Linked DNA regions of Mus musculus: all the other regions are linked to region 1. The links are chromatin contacts, called in public HiChIP or PLAC-seq and Micro-C maps. All regions are on one chromosome and are shown on one strand. Each heading gives the region's core, a stretch centred on a gene start, on an enhancer-like site or on the middle of the called end of the contact. The rest is flanking DNA. Distances are from core to core; before and after follow the strand shown. Region 1 has its middle 180 kb from the start of Gm24502. Region 2 overlaps Kit (KIT proto-oncogene receptor tyrosine kinase). Region 3 has its middle 70 kb from the start of Gm32558.

Evidence for each region. A called contact is a pair of places that touch in the nucleus more often than the background predicts. HiChIP or PLAC-seq counts read pairs in DNA pulled down with a chosen protein or histone mark.
Region 2: a contact with region 1 is called in an H3K27ac HiChIP or PLAC-seq map of extraembryonic endoderm stem cells, with 2.2 times the contacts expected there. The contact joins two enhancer-like sites. A contact is called at or near these places in 2 of 484 Hi-C or Micro-C datasets (the G1E-ER4 cell line and Sertoli cells), 2 of 115 datasets of contacts at active chromatin or transcription factors (acute myeloid leukemia and extraembryonic endoderm stem cells) and 2 of 9 other capture datasets (adipose tissue and embryonic stem cells).
Region 3: a Micro-C map of the G1E-ER4 cell line shows a contact between it and region 1. The contact joins two enhancer-like sites. A contact is called at or near these places in 24 of 484 Hi-C or Micro-C datasets (ECoMG myeloid progenitors, the G1E-ER4 cell line, the HL-1 cell line and 8 more), 2 of 115 datasets of contacts at active chromatin or transcription factors (acute myeloid leukemia and embryonic stem cells) and 1 of 9 other capture datasets (embryonic stem cells).

The regions. Positions count from the first base shown.
Region 1 is chr5:75,375,834-75,379,059 of GRCm38.p6, forward strand. No RefSeq gene overlaps it. Among named protein-coding and RNA genes, the nearest start is that of Gm24502, 180 kb to the right of the region's middle. Within about 2 kb of position 1,623, at least 71 of the 459 cell types and tissues checked have an H3K27ac peak or open chromatin away from gene starts, as enhancers often do. A contact at or near this core is called in the G1E-ER4 cell line, extraembryonic endoderm stem cells and liver, where this site is marked.
Region 2 is chr5:75,645,744-75,648,605 of GRCm38.p6, forward strand. It overlaps Kit (KIT proto-oncogene receptor tyrosine kinase), which reads left to right. Exons shown (of 21, transcript NM_001122733.1): 14 at 93-243; 15 at 2,005-2,093; 16 at 2,644-2,771. Among named protein-coding and RNA genes, the nearest start is that of Gm32558, 28 kb to the right of the region's middle. Within about 2 kb of position 1,463, at least 10 of the 459 cell types and tissues checked have an H3K27ac peak or open chromatin away from gene starts, as enhancers often do. A contact at or near this core is called in the G1E-ER4 cell line and extraembryonic endoderm stem cells, where this site is marked.
Region 3 is chr5:75,743,430-75,746,295 of GRCm38.p6, forward strand. No RefSeq gene overlaps it. Among named protein-coding and RNA genes, the nearest start is that of Gm32558, 70 kb to the left of the region's middle. Within about 2 kb of position 1,317, at least 33 of the 459 cell types and tissues checked have an H3K27ac peak or open chromatin away from gene starts, as enhancers often do. A contact at or near this core is called in the G1E-ER4 cell line and liver, where this site is marked.

The DNA.
Region 1 (3,226 bases), core at 373-2,872:
AAAATAGTTCTATCATTACTACTCCAATACTTTGATGTCCATTTTCAGGAGTGATATGATCTTCTGAATTTTGTGTCCACTGTCTATCTTGCTTTGAATTAATTTCCCTGATTTAGGACTATTTTCTTTTGTAGGTTCATCTTGGACAAAAAGAGCATACTTGCATCCCTTCTGGTATCATGCCCCATGGGCTATGTAAATATCTCAACTAAGCCAATTAGGCTCTTAATCCAGACCCCTCTTTATGCTGGAAACTTTCTCTCTGTGTGTGTGTGTGTGTGTGTGTGTGTGTGTGTGTGTGTGTGTGTGTGTGTTGGGGGAGAGGGCTTCTGTGTTTGTCTTGAGGATTGCATTTCTCCCCTCACTCCAGTGGACAGTAGGCTGTCTGTCCTCCCCCTCCCCCATAGGAATGGATTGTAGGGTTTTATAATATTTCTTACATATTTTTAAATGCTTTTTTGCTTGTGCTTCTAATCTGCGTAGAATGTGTCTGGTTATAGTGTATAGACTGTGCCTGTTATTTTTCTCCTATAGAGCTTGTTATGACATTTATTTGAAGTATAATAGGCTGCAGCCCCAAAGCTTGAATTTGTAATGCCCTTTTGCCTAGACAGTATCAATTTATCTCAGCAGAATCGTTGAGATATATACAAAGTCAGGCCTTATGTTCCCATTGCACAAATGCAGAAATGGGGCACTATGGTTTGGATAAGTGTCAATCAAAGGTCCTGTGTGACAAATTTGGTCCCCAGACCATGCACTATAAGGAGGAGATGGAATCTTTAGGGGGTGGGGTCATTATAGATTTTTACTTGAAAGGGACTTTGAGTCTTGGGTCCCTGCTTTCCTAGTTATCAAAGGTTCAGCACCTCCTCTGTCATGTACAAAACTGACTGGAAACAAACCTTTCTGAATCCTTTCGGTTGGGTTACCTTGAATAATTTGTAACAGTAACAGAAAGCTAGCACAGAGGAGAACTCTGGGAAGGGCAGAACAGGGCAGGGCAAGGATGGTTGAGTAGACATGTTCTGAATTAAGCACCAACATTCATAGTTACGCTGAAGCTGAGCAACATTCATAGTTACACTGAAGCTGCGATACTCCTTAGAGTCTACCATGCTTTCTTACTTATAACATCTAAGATGCTATGGAGAAACTCTGTGGTGAGTCAGCATTGCATCTGTGACTTAAGTCTTGGGATGTTTCATCAAAACCTTGTCACTGGTAGTCTTACCTCCTAGCTTTCAGAGTCTCTGACAGAGCTCAGCAACTCACTCTTTGTATAGAAAACTCTCCTGTGTAGAGCTTTCATTTCCACCCCTCAGAGGCTGTTCTTCTCCTCCCATCAGACTTCATCCTCCTAGGGATGAGAGATCTGCACACTGGAGGGTGGTAGTGATGGTGCTTCTGTTTGGTCTTTTCTTGGATTTTATGGCCTTCATTTCCCTCCAAGCTGTGTGGAATTGAAGAAAATACAGTTGGCCTGAACCCTGGAGCCATCTGTTCAACCTGTTTAAGATATTGGTGGTTGACTGTTTACTAAATAGACTTCCCTGAGTGACAGCCCAAAGGCTGGGGCCCTGGCCCTGGTTAATCATTACACAGTTAACAAACAGTTGGGGCCCTTGCTGGCGTTGTTATCATTGCGTTCAGACGCGCTGTTCTGTACCCTGCCATCAGCTACAGAACAAAAGAGGGACTGGGTGGCGTGTTTACCATAAGGATTTCCAGCAGGCTGAGCTCGACACACCCAAGCAGCACTAGGCATGTCCACAGTACGGTAGATGTGACATGTGTGATTTTATTGTTGACTTTCTCTTTGCCAGCACACGTGGGGGTCTAACGTTGGCTGGGAAGCGGGGCTCCAGGGTGGAGCAAAGGTTTAATGTTGTTGACGGTTTAATGCCCGAGAGCCATTGCTTTAGTGATCCCTCTCCCTGGAGACTTTTGCCCTTTTCCTAATCCTTTGCATAAACACTGCCTTGAAAACAGCTTATGAGGCAGCAGCACAGGCATGTGAAACTGTTGGTAAACAGTCATTGTGAATAATATTTACTCATAGTAGGATCCGGAGTCTCCCTTTCTCTTTGATGGGCTTTGCCAGCTGATACGGAGCTCTGGAAAGCCCCACAAACAACTGAGCCCCCCCCTCTGCCTGCTTCTTGGGGCAGATCAGAGTTCATGACAGAAATGGCAATTTAGCCTTGAGGATGGAAATGAAACATCTCTCAACATTCCTGCATACCAAGCGGCAATCTCGACTTGATGAAAGGATCTAAAAATAGGAAAATACTCATGAAGCCAGAAAGTTGGACACAGACAGGGTGAGCCATAGTGAGGAGCGGGGAGAAAAATGGCTTTGGAGGTGAACGTCCACCAGATCCTGGGGAGGCACTAGTCACTCTCCTTCACCCACGGACTTGGTTTTCTTCCTGTCCTCAAATAAACTAAGAAGCAAAACTTGGTTACTGTGATGATTTGTGTATGTTTGGCCCAGCCAGTGGCACTAGTAGAAGGTGTGGCCCTGTAAGAGTAGGTGTGTCACTGTGAGTGTGGGCTTTAAGACCCTCATCCTAGCTGCCTGGAAGCCAGTATTCTGCTAGCAGCCTTCAGATGAAGATGCAGACCTCTCAGCTCTGCCTGCACCATGCCTGCCTGGATGCTGCCATGTTCCTCCCTTAATGATAATGGACTGAACCTCTGAACCTGTAAGCCAGCCCCAATGAAATGTTGTCCTTCTGAGAGTTGCCTTGGTCATAGTGTCTGTTCACAGTGGCAAAACCCCTAACTAAGACAGTAAAAGAACAGGGTTTTCTTTATAGTTTGGTCAAACTGGGGAAAAAAAGACCTTATTTCTTCCCCCATGGTGTCTATGATAGTCTTACAGCCAGTACACAGGAAATCATGAGACAAAAGGCCAGAGGAAGTGTGTAGACTTAGTTGTGAGGCAGCTTAAGAGGTCTGCCAGGTCAATGCTAAGTGTGGGTGAGTGCCTGGTACTATGGGAAATGTGACATCCACATGTTGACATTTAGTCTAGGCTCCGGGCCCCACAGTTACCTGGCAACAACCGGGTGTGCCTGACTCACTATAAAAGGGGCTGCTTGACTCTCTCTCTCTCTCTCTCTCTCTCTCTCTCTTGCTCTTGCTCTCTCCTCTTGTTCCTGCTCCCTCTCTCTCCCCATCCCCCTTCCCCCAAAGTGCTCATGACCAGGAGCTTCTCCTC
Region 2 (2,862 bases), core at 213-2,712, 270 kb after region 1:
GCCGCGGTCACCCATGGGTATTTTTACAGGAGGCGGGATTATCTAAGGTATATCATCTTGCCTATACCTAACATTGTCTTCTATCCTCATAGGGCCCACCCTGGTCATTACAGAATATTGTTGCTATGGTGATCTTTTGAATTTTTTGAGAAGGAAGCGTGACTCGTTTATTTTCTCAAAGCAAGAAGAGCAGGCAGAAGCGGCACTTTATAAGAACCTTCTGCACTCAACGGAGCCTTCCTGGTAAGGCTGATTTGCATAAACAGTCAGCTGTTGACAGGCAGTTCATGGGGTCATAAGGGTTTGCAATCAAGGCTGATTCTTTTAAAAAATGAGCAGAGGTGCTCCTAGGTGTGAAATCAGAATTATTAAATTGTTTAAGCGTGATTAACTATTCCGGAAGTTCAGATAGTAGTACCCTTGAAGATTCAAATTGAGATTTGTCACTGATTTCTCTTAAATGTGTGTCTCTGTCCTTCCTTCAGCCTTAGTCCTGTGGGATTGGATGTGTCACTACTTGTAGGGAAGAGGAGAAAGGCTGTCCTATGGTGGTTAAGTCCTGGAGACTGCGCAGACTGGCCAAGACCACCCAGCATATGTAGACTACTAGTTATCAGCATTGTTTTGGCATCCGAGTCTCTCCCCGCCCCTGGTCCCATCCCATGCCCCATCATTTTACTGCATTATAGTCACATCACTATCAAAGAACGTTGTTTGAATTCTGGACCTCATCGACATTATTCTCATGGACGATGATGCAAAGGATGATGGATGTATATGCAGGTTCAAGAGCCTTGGAGGAAACCTAGTTTGATGCACAACCAGAGTAGAAGTCATGGCTGTGGCTTGTCCATCCTTTCTTCCCCAATGTGCTTGAGACCCTTCAGGCCCAGTGGATATCATAATTGCCCCCTCGTATTTTATACTGCTTCCATTGTGGAGCGGATCTTACCTCTGTTTCATGTTTACTCTAAGCCCCGGGTTCAAATCCCAGCACCAGAAACTAATATCATGAAATGCCATACCAACTGTCTTTAAATGGCAGGATTTTGTCTTTGGAGGCCTTAAATCCAGGCTTCCAAGGAGACCTCAGTTAATGGGCGATTACCATCGCCCAGTGTAGCCTTTGCCACCACTAAAGCTTAAAGTCCCAAGAGAAGCCTCATGCTTTCATTTCAGTCCTGTAATTTTGAGTTGTTTAACATGGTACTAAAATGCCACCAAAACCCACCTTTTGTTAGTTGTTCTTGGACATAGACTCCTCATACGGAGGCAAGAGCCTCTTTGCCTTGTCTGGAGACTGGGCCCTGTGGTGGTTTTTTTGTTTTTTGTTTTTTAAACTTTCTGAAATAATGGCCTGAATCGGTCCATCCTGTGTGATGTTCTTTGCGCTTTGGGATCCCATATGGGTTTGGAGCCACCAGCACGCTCTGAAGGAGGTTGTTGTCATGGTGTTTCTATGCTAATCAGAGGCAGGAAGTACTAGAAATCTTGAAGAGTCTCCAGCCAAATGTTGCAGATTCAAGAGGTCCAGATGGTCTAGAAAATCATCCAAATTATTGGTGTTTATCTGAACCAAACTTGGGTTTTTTCAAACCTTCTTCCCTTCGTGGCTGTGTTCACCATCTCCCCCCTCAAATGTCTTCGAAGTGCCTGTTGACTTTCCATTTGTCTGAGTAGGGGCTAATTTAGAGTCTGAAGTAACCTGAGGTAACATTTTTTAGCTCTGTTTTTCCCCATTGAATTCTAACTGGATTCCCCCCCCCCCAAGACATTTAATTCCCTGAGAATTGGACCTTAGCGTTGAATGGCAAATATATGTATCCCACAGAACCTGATTTTGAAACTTTATTCAAGGCTTGCATTGCTTTTCTTGCCCTGGAGTCAGTGCTGCACGGTGAAGTGGGTGAGAACGGGAACCTGGCCTGGCAGTGCCATGGCCCCCACCTGCCTCACAAGTCCAGTCCCTTCAGTTCTGACACGGGTCTCGCATCTCTCCTGCAGTGACAGTTCAAATGAATATATGGACATGAAGCCTGGCGTTTCCTACGTGGTGCCAACCAAGACAGACAAGAGGAGATCCGCAAGAATAGGTGGGTACCCACCAACTAGCCAGAGCAGCTTAACACGCTGGGGTTGTAATCAAATCTTGTTCCTTTTTTTTTTTTTTTTTCTCTTGTCTCAGGGAGAGGGCTTAGGGGTCAGGGGCTGAGTCTGAAGAAACATGGGGCAGGGATTGTGCCTCTTTCCCACTAACTGAAGCGAGTACAGCATTCCCTGGAAGGAGCTACCGGTGGCAAAGGAAATTGGCCGGTGGCAGTTAACAGTACACAAGCAAAAGCACATGTTTTTATATCTACTATCTCACTGTTACAGTTGTGAGATTTTGAAGATAGACCCCCCCCCCCCCCATCATCCTAAGGTTTCTGGAACCCAGCTGGGGATGATCAGATAGCTATTGGCTTTGTGTCTACCATTGTTCCTCCCTGGGGAGGTGACTGGCCTGGGAGTCGACACTGCTTATCCACTGCTAGCTTTGATACTAAGGCTGCTTCTCCTCTCCTTACCACTAAGGGTTTTTTGGTTCTTGTTTTGTTTTTTTTTTTGTTTTTTGTTTTTTTTTCCTTGCTATCTTCCTAATAGACTCGTACATAGAAAGAGACGTGACTCCTGCCATCATGGAAGATGACGAGCTGGCTCTGGACCTGGATGATTTGCTGAGCTTCTCCTACCAGGTGGCCAAGGGCATGGCGTTCCTCGCCTCCAAGAATGTAAGTGGCATGGAGTCTCATGAGAGGAGCACGGCATCCTTTTTTTTTTTTTTTTTTTTTTTTTTTAAAGCCTTGAACATTTCCTAGTCCT
Region 3 (2,866 bases), core at 67-2,566, 370 kb after region 1:
CTTAGGAATAGTGGTCCCTCAGTTCCCCAGATCATCATAGCCAGCCAATCACCAGAGGACACCATCAGGAACCTAAAGTTTCCTCATGGCTGCCGTTCTATGCATCAGTAGCATGAATTCTGGAGAGTCTGGGGGAGAACTGATGTGTGTGTGTGTCCCGTTGTAGAAGTCACCGTGATTGTTGCTTCAGGATTTTGGACCTCAGTACATGTTATTACATGAGCACAATTGACCTGTGCTTATACAGTATGCTCACAGGCAGGACTCACCTACGACTTTTCTCAATCAGCTGATGGATTCTGAATGACCCCAGCATCTACCAACGTGCGTTTGTGTACTCAGGAAGTGAGCATCAGTCCCGGGCGGGCAGTTTGCAGACTCTGCCTGACTCTCGAATACTGTAGTTGGAACTGAGCTGGCAACTGAAGCCTCGTGTGGATCCCTGAGCCTATCGTTAGTTCTCTAGAAAAATAGGTTAAGGGTTTCTGTCCCTGCTGGTGGCCCAGAATGCATCTGTGCCTTTATAGATTCTTAGGGGAACATCATTAGGACCGGCTCTATCGCCCTCTTACCCCAGCACCCTTCCCCTGAGTGGAAGATGGAGACCTGGTTCTTTTCAGGTCTGAAATCATTAACTCTTTAAATTCTGACCATATGTTCATTATATTCTAGTCTACAGTACTGCAAAGACTGAGAGAAAAATGACCAAGCTGGGGCCATCTCTGATGGATGGCACAGCTCAGACTGTAAAAATTTTCCAGGTAACACAGGGGGCCCAAGAGCCTTGGGCTTCTGGGAACAGAATGTCAATCTTCTCAAGCTCGTGCTGTATCCCTCAGCTCCCGGGACCTCAGGAGCCAACCCATGGTGTGCAACATCTGGCCTGCAGCTTTCGGAGGCTGTGAATTCACGAGCTTTTCCACCTGTGCACTCTCCTGCGTGGTTACTCCTAGCTTTTAATTTTGCAGCCTGCACCAAAGTGTCCTAGAGGAGGATGCTGTCTTGCAAGCTGACAACAGCTCTCAGAGAGGAAGAAGAAGGAAAAAAACAAAAGCCCAAACTGAGCAAAACACCTAAGATCATTCCTGGAAGCCACACAGGTTGTGTCATTCAAAGATCCACAAAAGCTGGGTTTCTGCCGAGCAAACCTTTAACACAAACAGGATTGCTGCCCAGCCTGCCTTGCCACCTTGCTGGCTGCCTCTCCTTGAGCCTTCTCAGGCTTTTCTTCCCCTTTTCTCTCCCTCTGTTGTTCCTCTTCCTGGTGCAGCCACCATTGTGGCTGCCCTTTTGTTGTGGGTGCCCATTGTGTGACCTTCAATTTGCTCCGGGAATGGCTTCTTGTTGGATTTGGTAGATTCAAAGGGCTGGGGCTGCTGAAGTAAGATTGTCTGACCACAGTCCACCTGGCATCCATCAAAGACAAATAAACAAGCAGCGCTTATCACCGAGCTGCCTGCTGTAGCCAAACTGTAAATTAGAAATATAACGGCCTGCTTAGCTGCCTGGGGGGGGGGGGGAGCGGAGGAGGGGGGGCAGCAGGCAAGGTCCCTGGTGAGCCCTGGGTTTTGCTGAACATCATAACCAGTGGCTGTAGCTTAGGTGAAAACTTTGTTTCATTCTGCCCTCCTGAATTGAGAGCATCCACTTGAGTGAGTGAGTGTACATGCACACACACACACACACACACACACACACACACACACACACACGGCTGAAAGTATGCACCTAAAACATAACCAGGCAACCTTTGCCTGGTGAGTATGGGCCATTTTATCTTCAGGTTTTGCATTATACAACCTTCTTATTGTGAAGACTTAATGACATCTATAATTTCAAAAAACCAGGAGTCATTCATTTCAGTTTTTAAAAGTTGAATAGTATATCCCGTGTGTCTGGGAGATGATGGGAGAAAGGCAATTTTAAAGGAGACAGAAATCCTGACTGTCTGAAGGGATGTAAAGTCAGAACGCAGGAGTAGTCCCAGCAACCCCCTCGGGTCTCTGCACCTCACCTCTGTGTTCCCTATCCTGTCTGCCACAGCTGCCAAATTCCCACCTCCACTCCCGGAAACCGTGCTCACCTTGCACAATTTCAGCCCAAGGAGTGCTGTTCCAGAAATGTTTTCTCCTACCTGCACCGCCCAAACCCTAGCCAACTTTGCCTAAGGGAACAGCAGCTCTGCAGGGAAGAGAGCTAGGGAGTGAAGCCTGGAGCGCTCCTCGGTTATTTTGGGATATACCCTTTAGCTCTTCCTGCTTTTCCCAGCGGACTCTCAGGGGGTGGGGGTGCATGGGGTGGGGGTTGGAAGGGTGAGCCAGAGGAAGGATGGTTTATCTGTCTCAAGGCCTCCCTCCCTTTCATAACACAAAAGATGGCTCTTTGTAGACACCCACGTCCTTCTGGCCAGAACCCCAGGTAGTTCATTTACACCGTGCCTGGATGAGTTTATCAATTTGATTGCCGGGAGGGTTGATGATAGGGACCAAACCCAGGTACTAGCTAGCACATGGCAGGTAAGTTTCCTACCACTGAGCGACATCACTAGATCTCACAGAGCAACAAGACAACCATGTTGTGTGTGGCAAAGGTGTGCGGATGCTGGCAGGCTGTCAGCCTACATATTCAGTCTGATGGACATGACACTTGGATGGAGACAGGGGGTGCAAAAGCTGTCTCTAGATACTTTGATCCCTTGATATGAAGAAAGATTAATGAGATCCCAGTTCAAGCATACAGTGTTTTTTTTTTTTCTTAAACAAAAGGACTTAAAGCTATATATTTTAGAATTTATTCCAGAGTCTTTGTTCTACAGAACTTGGTTAACTTAGAACTCCTAGAAACAGGTCGTTCCTTTTGTCTGCTT